2 separate regions of the Podarcis muralis genome follow, and region 2 is linked to region 1. The links are chromatin contacts, called in public Hi-C maps. All regions are on one chromosome and are shown on one strand. Each heading gives the region's core, a stretch centred on a gene start, on an enhancer-like site or on the middle of the called end of the contact. The rest is flanking DNA. Distances are from core to core; before and after follow the strand shown. Region 1 holds the start of ZNF574 (zinc finger protein 574). Region 2 holds the start of RABAC1 (Rab acceptor 1).

Evidence for each region. Hi-C and Micro-C count contacts between places; a contact is called where the count stands out from the background.
Region 2: a contact with region 1 is called in a Hi-C map of tail, with 5 times the contacts expected there. The contact joins the promoter of RABAC1 here to the promoter of ZNF574 in region 1. A contact is called at or near these places in 2 of 3 Hi-C or Micro-C datasets (blood and tail).

Annotation. Positions count from the first base shown.
Region 1 is chr7:80,877,146-80,883,788 of rPodMur119.hap1.1, reverse strand. It overlaps ZNF574 (zinc finger protein 574), which reads right to left and starts at 4,950. Exons shown (of 3, transcript XM_077932204.1): 1 at 4,932-4,950; 2 at 4,035-4,140.
Region 2 is chr7:81,076,171-81,082,858 of rPodMur119.hap1.1, reverse strand. RABAC1 (Rab acceptor 1) reads left to right here and starts at 2,387. Exons shown (of 6, transcript XM_028742283.2): 1 at 2,387-2,515; 2 at 4,626-4,736; 3 at 6,046-6,258. The coding sequence starts at 4,657. It overlaps LOC114602996 (cornifelin homolog A-like), which reads left to right. Exons shown (of 4, transcript XM_077932208.1): 4 at 1-345.

The DNA of each region.
Region 1 (6,643 bases), core at 3,701-6,200:
TGGTATAAAATACATCCTATGATGAAACAGGTAAGATACGGGTCTTTCACGGGTTCCCACAGCAAGGAGCAGGAATTGCAAGAAAAATGTATAAGCGGCACAGCCCAATACAGGCTTACCTAGAAGGATGCCCCACTGAGTTCAACGGCACTTACTCCTAGGTAAGAGTGTATAAGATTGCAGCATCAATCAGTACGTCAGTCAACTACTGCTTTTTTAGACTATTTAGTCAGCTGAGGGCAAAAACCTTAATTGGTGGGGTTGAGAGTTAAGCAGACTTGAGTTACTTTGCAAGGCTACTTAGGTTTTGATGCATTACTGCAACAGGGAATGGAAAAACAAAACATTAAAGACCTTCTTCCCTTGTAACAATTGCCGTATTTTTCACTCCATAGGGCGCACCTAGTTTTCAGAGGGGGAAATCAAGGAAAAAAATATGATTCCCCCCCCCAGCTCTGGGAGCAGCGGACAGGCTGCACACAGCCTGTGCGCGATGCCTTCCCACTGCCCCCCGAGCCTGTGGGGTTGGCAGTGGGGGGAAGCGCTGCTTTTCCCCACCGCCAGCCTCAAAGACCAGACTCTCCTGGCTTCAGCGAAAGCAACGGGAAGCCTCTGGAGCGCAGGCTTCGGAGGCTTCAGGTTGCTATCACTGAAGCCAGAGAGCCTGCATTCGCTCCATAGGACACACACACATTTCCCCTTAATTTTTGGAGGGGAAAAAGTGTGTCCTATAGAGCGAAAAATACGGTAAGTTATTTCACAAAAACACCTATAGTTTGGGGGGGGGGAATCAAACAGTTGTGGCAGTAAATCACACAGGGATTTACGCAGTTTAGTCCAGTGTTGCCTACTCTCTGGCAGTGGTTTTCCAGGACCTCAGGCAGGGATCACTGTCATCATCTGCTACCTGAACCTTTTAAATGGAGATGGCAGGTTTTGAGCCAATGACCTTCTGTGTGCCATGCATGTGCTCTACCACTGAGCTATAGCCCTTCTGCTGTACAATTGCCAGATACTATGGACAGATTTCAAAGTGGCTTAAACATGTAGCATAAACACGTTTACATCTTCTTTAGTGTGGTTTTGCAACATTCTCATTTCTTTCGGTACGAAGCAGAAAGGCACTCCTCCTTGTCATGCCACCTGTGTCCTGATTTCAGTGCTGTTTTGTTAGCACACAGTATCATCGTTTCTTTTTGCCCAATTCTAGAGTCCAACAGCAGCGAGTGGACTGATGTGGCAGAGCAATCCCAACTATAGGGAACTGGCGAAACTTATGCTGGCACATGTTACCCATTTCCAAACTCCATTCAGGAGCCTCTGGCAAGGGAAGGGAGGAGACTAAGTGCTGGCCAAGCCAGAAGATGGGTGGGTGCCTAAGTTTTGAGGATTGGGACGTAGGACACACAACCAAGCTGAATGGGGTTTGAAACAGGTGTTAAGTCTCTCCTTCTTTCACTCCACCCACTTCCTCAAAACACCTCTTTTGGGGGACTACACTGGTGTAAGTTCTGCCAGCTGAGCTGGGGATGAAATACTTACACTCTTAGATCTTTGGCTCAGTCAGAATGAGGGTCTTAAGCCGGTACAGCTGAACCGGAAAAGTCCAAGATCTGCCAAATCCAAACTCATATCAGCAGTTCTGGGATTTGGATTGCACTGTAAATCAGAGTTCTGTGATTTCATGATTTTAAATTGCCAAGGAAAAGGCTGAATATAAATAAATGATTTAAATCACATCTAAGAGCAGGATCCAAACAATCACTATGGCTTCTGCATGGGAAGATAGGTAGATTGGAAAACGGTTTAAAAAAGAAGCAATAGGAGGATTGTTTTCAAAACAGATGGAAACAAGTATTAGGATATCCCATGAGCTTCTGTTTCATTAGACACCTGGAGCTGGGGTAAACGATGAGACAGCTAAGTTTGAGGACAGAATTGGGCATCTGACTGGTCAGAAAGGATCAACTCAATTTTGGACAAATGTTGTCAAATAATGATTAACTATTTGTAAACTAGTAGGCTTATTTAAGCAAGAAATATTTTTGATCACCAACAGGCTTGATACTTACACTAATTACAAAAAACCCAAAGAACCATGGAATGGCCAAATTAACTAAAGTCAAACTGCTATGTTAGCGACACCTAAGTGATCACCCCAAAGCGCAAGCCTATGTATGGAGCTCCTGGCCTGCCCAGATGACAAGACCCCCCCTCAGCCTCAGTGATGTGGTCCAAAGGAAAGCAGAGTGATCTATTTGGCACCAGCTTGGCTGCTGGAGTTGTTAGGAGGCAGCCTACAAGGTACCATCCAACTGCATTGGGGACTCCAGTCCAGATTTGTGTAGGGTTTACTCCTTAGCCTCCTCTTCTCCCAAAGATAGCCCACAAAGCAGCAGAAGTTTAGGATCATTCTCCTAGATGGGCTACCTTCCCAGGTTGATGAGCCCCATCTGCCCCGCACTCCCTTCTACAGCACCTGCAGAAACCACCTTGACTGTAGGACTATTGGTCTTGTCTGCTCAATCTGTGGAAGCCTGTCTTTGAATGCAGGGGAAGTCGCTAACTCACAGAGGGTTTGAGATCCACCTGTCACCCTCACCTGGTTTAGCTGGCCAATTGAAGCCATTTCCTGAGGTGTGGCTGCTGTCACATGCTGACAGCTTCTAGGAGCCACAACCTGCCCCCCCCCCACCACCACCAGAGGTACTACCCTTCCCCTAACACCCCTATGTTAAGTAATGTTTTTCTAAATGTGCATGTTTAGTAAACAGACTTTTAAAAGAATTTATCCTGAAACACCAGGGTCAGCCAATAGTTACAATTAAAATCAAGAAATAAAAGTAAAGGTAATTATTTAAACACGCACACACAACTCAATTGTGCTAAGTTGAAAGTAGGTCAATTTTCAATCATTTAGGAAGAGCTTTGCTAGGTCCAACCAAAGGCCCATATTGTCTAGCACTCTGTATCCCCATGGTGGCTCATCTGACTAGGTCAACTGACAATATTGATTAGGATTATAGCCCATTAGCTACTCAAAGATCTCAAGCTCGCTTATAATGCATTTAAAGAGCAAGGAAACATTTAATTGGAATATTATTAGTTTGTCATAGGGCAGGGCTTCCTCTGCCAGGTTCTCGCGGCTGCTGATGTTTCTTGCAGATCTTGGCAGCAAATGTAAGAGGCACTGACATGCAAATGTCCTCCAGTGTACAGCAGCCTTCCCTAGTTCTCAGCAGTTCCAACTGCCACATTGCAGCTGAATTTCTGGTGCACTGCATGTTTCAGAGAAAATAACCAGTCAATGGATCTGTATGCAAACGCTATTTGAGGAGGACACTACATTATTAAGGATGGGGATCCAAAAGGATCTCTCCTTAATGGATGAACAGGCAACAAAGACAAACAATATTTGATTTAAGTGCAAAATGATGCACAGGGGAGGGGGGAAGCATAGCTTTAATACTGTGGATATTTCAAAAGTAGTTGTGATCTAGCATGGGAGTCACTTCAGAGAAAATAAGTCAACAATATTACTAGGACGGTCCATATAGTCTGCAGATTTTTAAGCTGTTCTTTAGATCCCAGTCAGGAATGTCCAACACATTCCAGAAGCAAGGCTATTACTAGTCACAATCATGTTTTTCCATGAGATGGAATGTAAATGTCTGTGTAGTGTACTGGCAGCGTAATAAATATTCATCATTTTTCTCAGTGACCTATTATCACCTTTATAAGTCTTGACCTGAGAACAGATTAACATAAACATGTCTTTTACATAGAAAATGAGGTTTTATCTCAATGTGTTTGATAGGAGATCACTAGTCCAGTTGTATAAGATTATAATATATACATTTTATTTGCATTTAATTACTGTAAGTTGCGGTATTAAACAATCTTATTTCAAGGGGGGAGGAATACTCCAATTTAAATTCATCTTTGAAAAAATGAAAATCTGATTTTTACCCCACCAGCTGTTTCTGAGGCTTGAGCTGTATTTCACCTGGCTTCAGGGTGCATCTCCCACATACCTTCGCGGTCTAAAGCCACGGACCAGCCCCAGAAGGGCCTGTGGCTCTAGAAGGACATCCAATCTTGCCTGCTCCAGCACACACCAAGACTGAGAAAGTCGGTCCTCTGAAAACATGAGTTCAAAAGAAGACTGTAAATAAGTAGACAGCAAGCAAAGGTGCAGATCAGCCCCTCATCCCCACTGCAAGGCTGAACAGACCCCTCAGTGATTTGACATCCAACCCCTCATCAGGGGACTGCACCCTTCCCTTCAGTTTTTTGTTTGCTTACACAGGAGAGGATCAGAGCCTCCAGTTCACACTTTCTTCCAATCCTGCCCTTGACAGCAGCTCTCACTCCTCTTTCTCTCCACCTCACTTCTGAAAAGAGGACCCCCCCTCCTCTCTCTCTGCCCACCCCGCCCCCCATCAGCAACAAAGAGCCTTATGATACCTTGGCAAGACTAGCGCATTAACCGCAGCACGATTTCACGGGCCACAACCTACATCCTCAGGTAGTTCTCCAGGTCTCCCTGTGCATCCCCTTCGCCCATCCTCCTCTGCACATGGACGCCTGCCCCGCTTCTCCTCCGCCCCAGCCCCCTTCACAGGGGTCTGATTTCCCAGTCTGTGCATGGGGGCTCCCATTCCCCTCCACCACCACCCCCATTTTCACGGGGGGTGGGGTCAAATCCACCAGGCACTCGCCCTCTTTGCATGGGGCGTGCTGGGCTCCCCTCCCCCACCCTTGCGGGAGGGGCCACTTCCCCTCCCTCCCCCACAACCCTGCAAAGTGGGGGGGGCGGTGGCTCCGCTCTGGGCTTCCTTACCTTCCCCACCCCCACCCCACCCCCCGTCCCGCCTTGGGCTCCCCCCTGCACTAGGGGCGCTCTCCCCGAGTCCCCCTCCTCCCCTCACCTTTTCCTCCCTTCTGTCCCCCACAGCCCAGCCTTCTCTCTCACCCTCCTCCCAGAACAAACCGCCTGCCGATTGGGTCGCGGCGGGCGGCCAATCGGCAGGCCGCTTGCTCAAGCCCGCGCCCAATCGGGGCCGTCCTTCCTACCCGACGCGCGAGCCCTTGCCCGAACCCGTCGGGATCCGTATAGGCGATCTGAACACTGACGTCATCCGGAGGCCGAAGCGAGGCTGCGCCTGGCGCGTCGAGGAAGTGGGCGGGGCTGGAAGGGAAAGCGAGGGAACCCGCTGGCCGGGAAGGAGAGAGAGAGAATGGGGGGGAAATGGCAGTTGGGTTGTACCAAAAAAGCGGCGGGGGAGGGGGGTGTCTGAGAAGACCAGAAACGTCTAAATAGCGGTTTAAGTGATTACAAGGAGAAGTCAACCGATATTTATGAACCTAAAAGCATTTGTTCTGCTTTTTTAATGACGTTTATATATTCCCTTTTTTTGCCAAGGCACCCTTCCTCCTCGCTTCTGCTCCCCTAAGGAGGGAACGTAGACCCTTCTCAAGCTGCCCCTAGGAAAAGCTCTCCTCAGACCGTTGATGGTTCTCTCGGGTGCCGAGGGTCACGTGCCCCTGGCTTGGGTTTCCTGCGGAGTACTTGTAAAGCGCCCTCTCAAGGTCGGAGAAACCTGTGGCCGCCAGATCGGGGTCCCTGCGTTGGTGGACTACAACTCCCATGAGCCATTGGGCCAGTGCTTGCAAGGCCTGATGGGAGTTGGAGTCCACCTGTGAATAACGCTGGGTCTTCTCAGTTGCTTGGATTCCTGAAGCACAGTTCCATGCTTGCCAGTACCGGATTTGCATATAAGCTAAACAAGCTATAGCTTAGGGTCCCACTCTCTTGGCCCCCCCCAAAAAAAAATTAAAGGAAAAAAACACTTGATGTACATTTCCAAAATATAAGTTAAAAAAACAAATAAAACCTACACACAGTGTTATGTACTAAAGTTCTCACCCTGAGCCAGCAGGGGGATACTGTAGATACCGTAGTTTTCCATCTGGTCCACATGTGCAAATAAGGAATTGAAAGTGATATTCAGTGATTGGATAGTTACAGAAAGTTGTTACTGTTGCGTTGTAGTGGAGCTCTGTATAAGCAGGTTGGCTGAACCCTTCAGTTCAGTTCTGGCCTGTGAATAAGCAAGCTGTCTGAAAAATCACTGTGTCGTCTGATATATTCACCCACAACTTAACACACAGCAATAGTGTTTTGTGTTGCGTAGGCTCCTATGATGTAACTAATGCTAGCCTGCTCCCTAAAATATCACTAGTTTGCTCATTTCTATATATAGGGTGCCTACATTATGGTGCTGGAGGAGACTCTTGAGAGTCCCATGGATTGCAAGAAGATCAAACCTATCCATTCTTAAGGAAATCAGCCCTGAGTGTTCACTGGAAGGACAGATCGTGAAGCTGAGGCTCCAATACTTTGGCCACCTCATGAGAAGAGAAGACTCCCTGGAAAAGACCCGGATGTTGGAAAAGATGGAGGGCACAAGGAGAAGGGGGCGACAGAGGACGAGATGGTTGGATAGTGTTCTCGAGGTTACCAGCATGAGTTTGACCAAACTGCGGGAGGCAGTGGAAGACAGAAGTGCCTGGTGTGCTCTGGTCCATGGGGTCACGAAGAGTCGGACACGACTAAACAACTAAACAACAACATTTCTGC
Region 2 (6,688 bases), core at 1,138-3,637, 200 kb before region 1:
CCTTTTTCTTTAAGCCTCTAAGCCGCTAAGCCGTTAATAGCCGCTAAGCCGTTAATAGCCGCTAAGCCGCTAATAGCCGTGCTTCACAAGACGAAAAAACCGCAAGACGAAGAGACTCGCGGAACGGATTAACTTCGTCTTGCGAGGCACCACTGTAGCTGGATCAATGGCAGTGAGGGACGGAGGCCAGCTTCTGAACCCAGAAGCGTATCAACTGCAGAGCAAAATACCTATTGTCCTTGCGCAAGGAAAGAGGAAAAGATACAGCTCTCCTCTGTTCAGCCCCTGCGGTCATCCCACCTTGAAAATTGTGTCAAAATAAAATAATCATTGTCTCAAACTGCATGAGTTGGGCTGTCTTTGTTTTTTTGGAAGAATGGGTTAAGTGAGAATCAGTGTGATCCCCTGGCCCGATAGAAGACTTAGGGGTGGCAAGTGGCCAGGGGGTTAAGAAAAGACAACCTGGCCTGCTCCTGTCTGTCTAATCAAGGACTCATATACAGAAATCAGCCCATGAAGCTTTTTTAATGGCATGGAAGGAAACTTCTGGGAGAGGCAGAAGTTCTCAGGTTCAATCTTTGACAGCCTGAGTTGAAAGGGTTAGGGCTAAGGTGATGGGAAAGACCTCTCTAGGAGAGCTGCGCCCGTTAGAGCAGACCTGCTGAGCTAAACCAGAAGAACAGATAGTTTGGTCTGATAGAAGGAAGCATTCTTTGATCAGCTTTGAGGATTGAACTCAACCAAGTGCAAGCACTTGTGAAACACAGACAATTGCACATTCCGTGCCTGCTTAGCCATGCAGCCACTTTCTTCCCTATCCTCTGTTGCTTCACCTCTGGTGATCGTAGGCGCCTCAGGGCAAGGACTACTAACAAGGATAGAGCCAAATAAATAAATAAATGATTATCTCAATTGAGTACAAAGGAACTTAATGCTATAAATTAACAGGCCCAACTGAACCATCCCATATTACCTTCTGAGACAGCATAATCCTATGTTCATATATTTGGAAGTAAGTCCATCGGTGTTCAGCTGGGCTGAGGTAACGTGCATAAGAGCAGAACCTCTTTGTTTATCGCCACTGTATTTTCATGTGTCTTACAGCAATGTGAGGTGAGGGTGCCCTAAAAGGTGTTTAAAATATTCTATAAATAAAATAACAGATAAATAGATAAGGTTTGCAAAGCTGAGGGAAGATTAACTACCCCATTAAAAACAAAGGGTTGGTCAGATAAGCAAGAAAAAAATCTAGTCCTTTATCCTCGATCCACCAACAATTAATACAAATACATGTGTGCGACTACAGCTGCAAGAATGTTATTTGCCCCAAAGTGGAAGGATGAAGAGGTCACAAAGAAAAAAGATTGGATATAGAAACTAATGGAGTATGCAGAAATGGCGAAAGTTACCGGAAGAATAAGAAATCAAGATAATAAACTTTTTAGAAAGGAATGGAAGTGGTCTATTGAGTATTTACAAACAGACTGTAAACAGATCTAGACATTGGCAGGATTATTGTAAAAACCTGAAAAATATATATATATATAATATGTTGTTGCTGCTGCTGCTGTTGTTGTTGTTCAGTTTGTATACTGTCCATCTGAAGATCATAAGGCAGTTCAAAACATAAAAATATATGAGATATATGTATGAGAATAGATGATTAAAAGAATAAGTTAAGGCAATCTGGAGTATGCAGGAAAGGACGAAAATAAATGTAAAGAACCACAGAAAGAGGGGGAAGGGAGTCAAAACTGAAAATGTTAAAACTTGGTTAAACAATTGTTGTAAATTATTATTGTTATGAATGAAAATTATAATTTTTTTTTAAAAAAATGATACAAATAAGGACAAAATGAAATACTTATACTGCAGAAAGCACAAACATATCAGACACTACAGTATTCTTATAGATCCGGTTGACTGCATAAACAAGAAAGCCACTATTACCCTCACCCACCAGATATTTGTGTGCGTGTGGCCAGGCCTGGGGGTTGTAGTCCAGCAATATCACAGCATTGTAGAGATGGAAGGGATCCTGATGGTCATCTAGTCCAACCCCTTGCAATGCAGGAATCTATCAGAAGGCCTACAGGTTCCCTAGCAAATGAGAAAAAGGTGAGAGGTCCGCCAGCCAGAAAACAGCAACTAACCACGCACACTTAACATATATTTTATTGCAACCTTGCCAACCCGGTGTCCCACTTAGAGATTTTGGACTACAACTCCCATCAGCGCAAGCATACAGCCATGGTGGCTAGGGCTGATGGGAGTTGAAGTCCAAGACTAGGTGTGGGGGCGGGCGGTAAAGGCTGCTTTGTTACGCCCATGCGCGGAAGGTGGCGCTTCCGCACTCTCCTTCGCCCTCACTTGCTACGGGAGCTGCAAGCACTGGAAGACTACATTTCCCAGCATGCTCCCCGCCGCCTGCGAACGTAAACGCGCGTTCCTCCTCCTGCCACGCAGCCACACTCCGCTTCCGGCGAGGAGCTGGACCAGATTCCAAAGGAGGCAGGTGAGTGAGCGGGGGGTTCGGCTGTTGCCAGGGGCAACCCTGGATGCAGGGGGAGTCTTGGTCGCAGAGCATCCTCTGGGCCGCTCTGAGGCGGAGGCGCCTGGAAGGGGGCTTAATATATATATATATTTTGCTGAGCTTGTAGCTCCCCTGCCCCGCTTGCAAGTCAGCCAAAAGCTGCTAAAATGTGTGAGACACACCCTGCGCTATCAGGGCTTTAGCGAGGGAAGGCCTCGTCATCAGGCTGTGCTCAGGGGATTAGGTGCCCACCCTGAGCCGGTAGTAAACCAAATTGGACACTGCTCCTCTCTTCTCTCCTTAAACCTTGCATCTTGGCTAATAAGGAGGCGGACTTCAGTAATATGGCGCCCTGAGCGAGGACAAAATTTGACGCTCCCCCTCCCCAATATTTCTTATTTACCCATATGTTTACCCGTATAAATATAGGTGTTATTATTAGGCTTCCTCTTGGCTCTGCACCCTGTGCAGGAGAACTGCCCAAACAGAATATTAAAAACATGATAAAACATCAAACGTTAAAAACTTCCCTAAACATAGTGTACCTTAAAAGCATAATTAACCAATTAGTTATTTAATTATGTTGTCAGTAATATATCACCCTCCTGTTGTGACTCTTCTAATCCAACCAGTCTACTGTTCTGGATCTGCTTGGCACTTTTTTGTGCTAGCTGGCTCCTCTGTACAGGATATATTTGTTTACAGAGCTGTGGGTGGATTTTATAAGGCACTTGCTGGCTAAGAAAGAACTGCAAATTTTCCTCCCGAAAAGTAAAACTGGTCAGATTCTGCTGCTGAGTGGTTTTATTTGGAATTTGCGCGGGAGAAGGAAGGGTGCAGAAAAAGGCAAACAAGATGTCTGGAACCATCACCTTGGTGCCTAGATAATTGTTGGGTTACCAGACGAAAACAAAGTACAAGGGGCAGCTATGATTTGTAAAAATTCCGGTGGCTGATCCTCCTTGTACTGGGGAGCAGGATTTAGAGGGGCTACATGCAAGTGAAATAAGCAATTAGGAATGATGTATGTATCCCACAATTCCTCACAAGCTCAGAATATCCTCTCTCTCTCTCTCTCTCTCTTTTTTGGCTTTATCTTCGTGCACTGTCTAATCAAATTACTGAAATCAGAGGGGCTACTGATTTTAAGATGTCCAGGAGTCACTGGGAAGAACTTCCACACACTGCATAGATTCTCTTTTCCCATCCCCCTTGGTGGCTACTAGAAGCTGAATAAGTTAAAGAAATTGAGAAGAAATCCTGCAATATTGTTAACTTCCATGATTTTATCCATGACTCAGAATTCCTCTTGTTTTAGAATTTGGGTTAGCTCTGCAGAAAAGTGTGTGGGTAGTTTTTTTTGCTTTTGAATACAAGCAACCCTGCCATGTTCAGATGAATGTAGCAAAACAGCAGGTGTATTTTTGTCCAGGTTGCTGTGCCTCATTTCTATACTTTCGCTGGAGTACATTCCCCACAAAGAAGGCTCTCCAAAACACCCACCCCTCACTTTCAGGAAAGTGCCCTTCTTCTGAGCAAGGCATTGTGGATGAGATCGTCTCAGAGGCCGTCTGCACTGTCAACTCTTTGCCACTCTGGCAGCAAATATTTGTTTAAAGCTAGCTTCTGAAGGCTTAATGTTTTTGAGTAACAGTTGCCGGAAGGCACAGGAGGAGCGGGTTCTCAGGTCCTGCCTTTCAGGTTTCCCACAGACATTTGGTTGGCCACTGTGAGAACAGGATGCTGGACTAGATGGGCCATTGGCCTGATCCAGATGGCTCTTCCTATGCTCATATGTGATTCTTAAACAAATCAGATGTGAAATTGCTGATCTTCTTAACAGAAACATGTAACATGTCCCTAAGATCAGCCTCCATATTGGGGACCGGAAAGCAGTCAAGTGAGCATCATTAAATTTTATTTTGCCTGTTTATAATGTGTGAAGTGCCCCTTAGATTCTACATCCTAAACCAACAATGGTCTTCTTTCCTAGCTTTCTCTGGACAGCACTCCGATCTCCACACCTGTCTCCGCCACCAACTTCTGAGTGTTACGCCTGACTCTCTCTCCCTCTTCCCCCATCTCTCTGTAGCGCTGCCTTCTCTGTTATTGACCGAAGCGCAATGGCAAGCAAAACAGGACCCGAGCATCTCTTCAACCCTGCCACTGAAATGGAGACAGCAGGGACCGTGTTGGGCACAAAGTAAGGAGCTGGGAGGGGGTGGGGGAGCCCCTTAAATGGGATGGAGCATTATAGTTTTAAGATTGGGGTGAGGAACTGGTGGCCCAGAGCCCAAACCCTGCCCAGTCATTTGGACAGGCCATGCAGACTCTCCTGGGCCTTGCCTCTCCTTGGGAGTGGTCCAAAGAGGACCACGGCAGCAGCACCTTCTGAAATGGCTGAAGCAGGAGGTAGGCTGAGCAGGGCAAGCATTGGAGAAGTGGCGGTTTCCCAATGAACTTGTTGTGACTGCTACTCAGCTGAGCAGGATGGAGAGATAAGTCTGCCTCACGTTCCCCATCTCCTACTGCCCACCGAATTGGAAACAGCTGAGCAGTGGCAAAGAGGAGGCTGTGTTTGTGTTTTCTGCTGTACGTAAGGGTCATGTGTACATGAGGGTGTGTGGTGGCCTCCCCATTAGGGCTGGGTGATATATTGATATATCATTGAAACATTGCGAGCTGCAGCTATGCACCCTTTGGACACACCCACTGCCTGCATCTGGCTCCTTGGAAAGTTGGCTCCAAAGGAATGTAGCCCTTGTCTTGAGAGCAGATTCTCCCATCCCTGCTCCAGCAAATAAGGCTGCTAGCTCTGTCCTGGGTCTCTTCGTTTGGAGTTTTTTTGGGGGGGGGCATGTTGACTGAGATAGGGCTGAAACCCTATATACCCGCGGTCTCTCTCGCCAGAGTGGTGCATGCTCTAGTTATCTCTTGCTTGGACTACTGCAATGCGCTCTACGTGGGGCCTTCTGGCGGTTCCCTTGCTGCGAGAAGCCAAGTTACAGCGAACCAGGCAGAGGGCCTTCTCGGTAGTGGCACCCCCCCCCTTACATGTCATGGAAATAAACAACTGCCAGACTTTTAGAAGACATCTGAAGGCAGCCCTGTTTAGGGAAGCTTTTAATGTTTAACAGACTATTGTATTTTAATATTTTGTTGGAAGCCGCGCAGAGTGGCTGGGGAAACCCAGCCGGATTGGTGGGGTATTATTATTATTATTAATAATAATAATAATAATAATAATAATACTTATACCCCAGCCACTCTGGGCGGCTTTCAACCGAATATTAAAAACAATACAGCATCAAACATTAAAAACTTCCCTAAACAGGGCCACCTTCAGTTGTCTTTTAAAAGTAAAATAGTTGCTTATTGCCTTGACATCTGGTGGGAGGGCGTTATTATTATTATTATTATTATTATTATTATTATTATTATTATGTGGCTCTTGTAACTTGCCCCTCTTCTCACTCCCTGTTCTCCTGGCCTCCCCTCCCCTTCTTCCCCAGGATCAACATCCCAGCTCTCCTGCCCCAAGGACCCGCCAAGGAGTGGCTGGATCAGCGCCGGGCCACCATCCGGCCCTGGGCCAACTTCATCGACCAGCGGCGCTTTGGGAAGCCTCGGAACTTTGGGGAGCTCTGCAAGCGGCTGGTGCGCAACGTGGAATATTTTCAGAGCAACTACGTCTTTGTCTTTCTGGGACTCATCGTCTATTGCCTGTGAGTGGGGTTTTGAGGGCGTGGGAAGGAAGCCTCTTAACTATGAGGGCGTCACTGAGCATGCACTGATCAGCCTTTTGCCCCACAGCTGGGATAAGCCACAGAAGCTGGTCTCAGGGGAAGGCTGCTTTAGGCACAAGATGTGGAAATATCCCTTCTGACAGAGCAATTTTTTGTTTGTTTGTGATGATACTGAGGTGTCATTGGAAGAAAGAATGGAGAGAGCAGCGAAGAAGTTGCATGTTTGCCCTGAAGCAGTAAATTGTATGTTGATGACATACAAATAGAGATAGACAAATAGTCAAAGTTAGCATATCAGGCAGGAGGTTTCAGGTTAGCATTTTTCCTTTTTTTGGTGGGGAGTGCATTCAGTCGAGAACATTTATTTCACTTTTCAAGGGAGCATTTAGACATTCAGTTCTGCCACCTG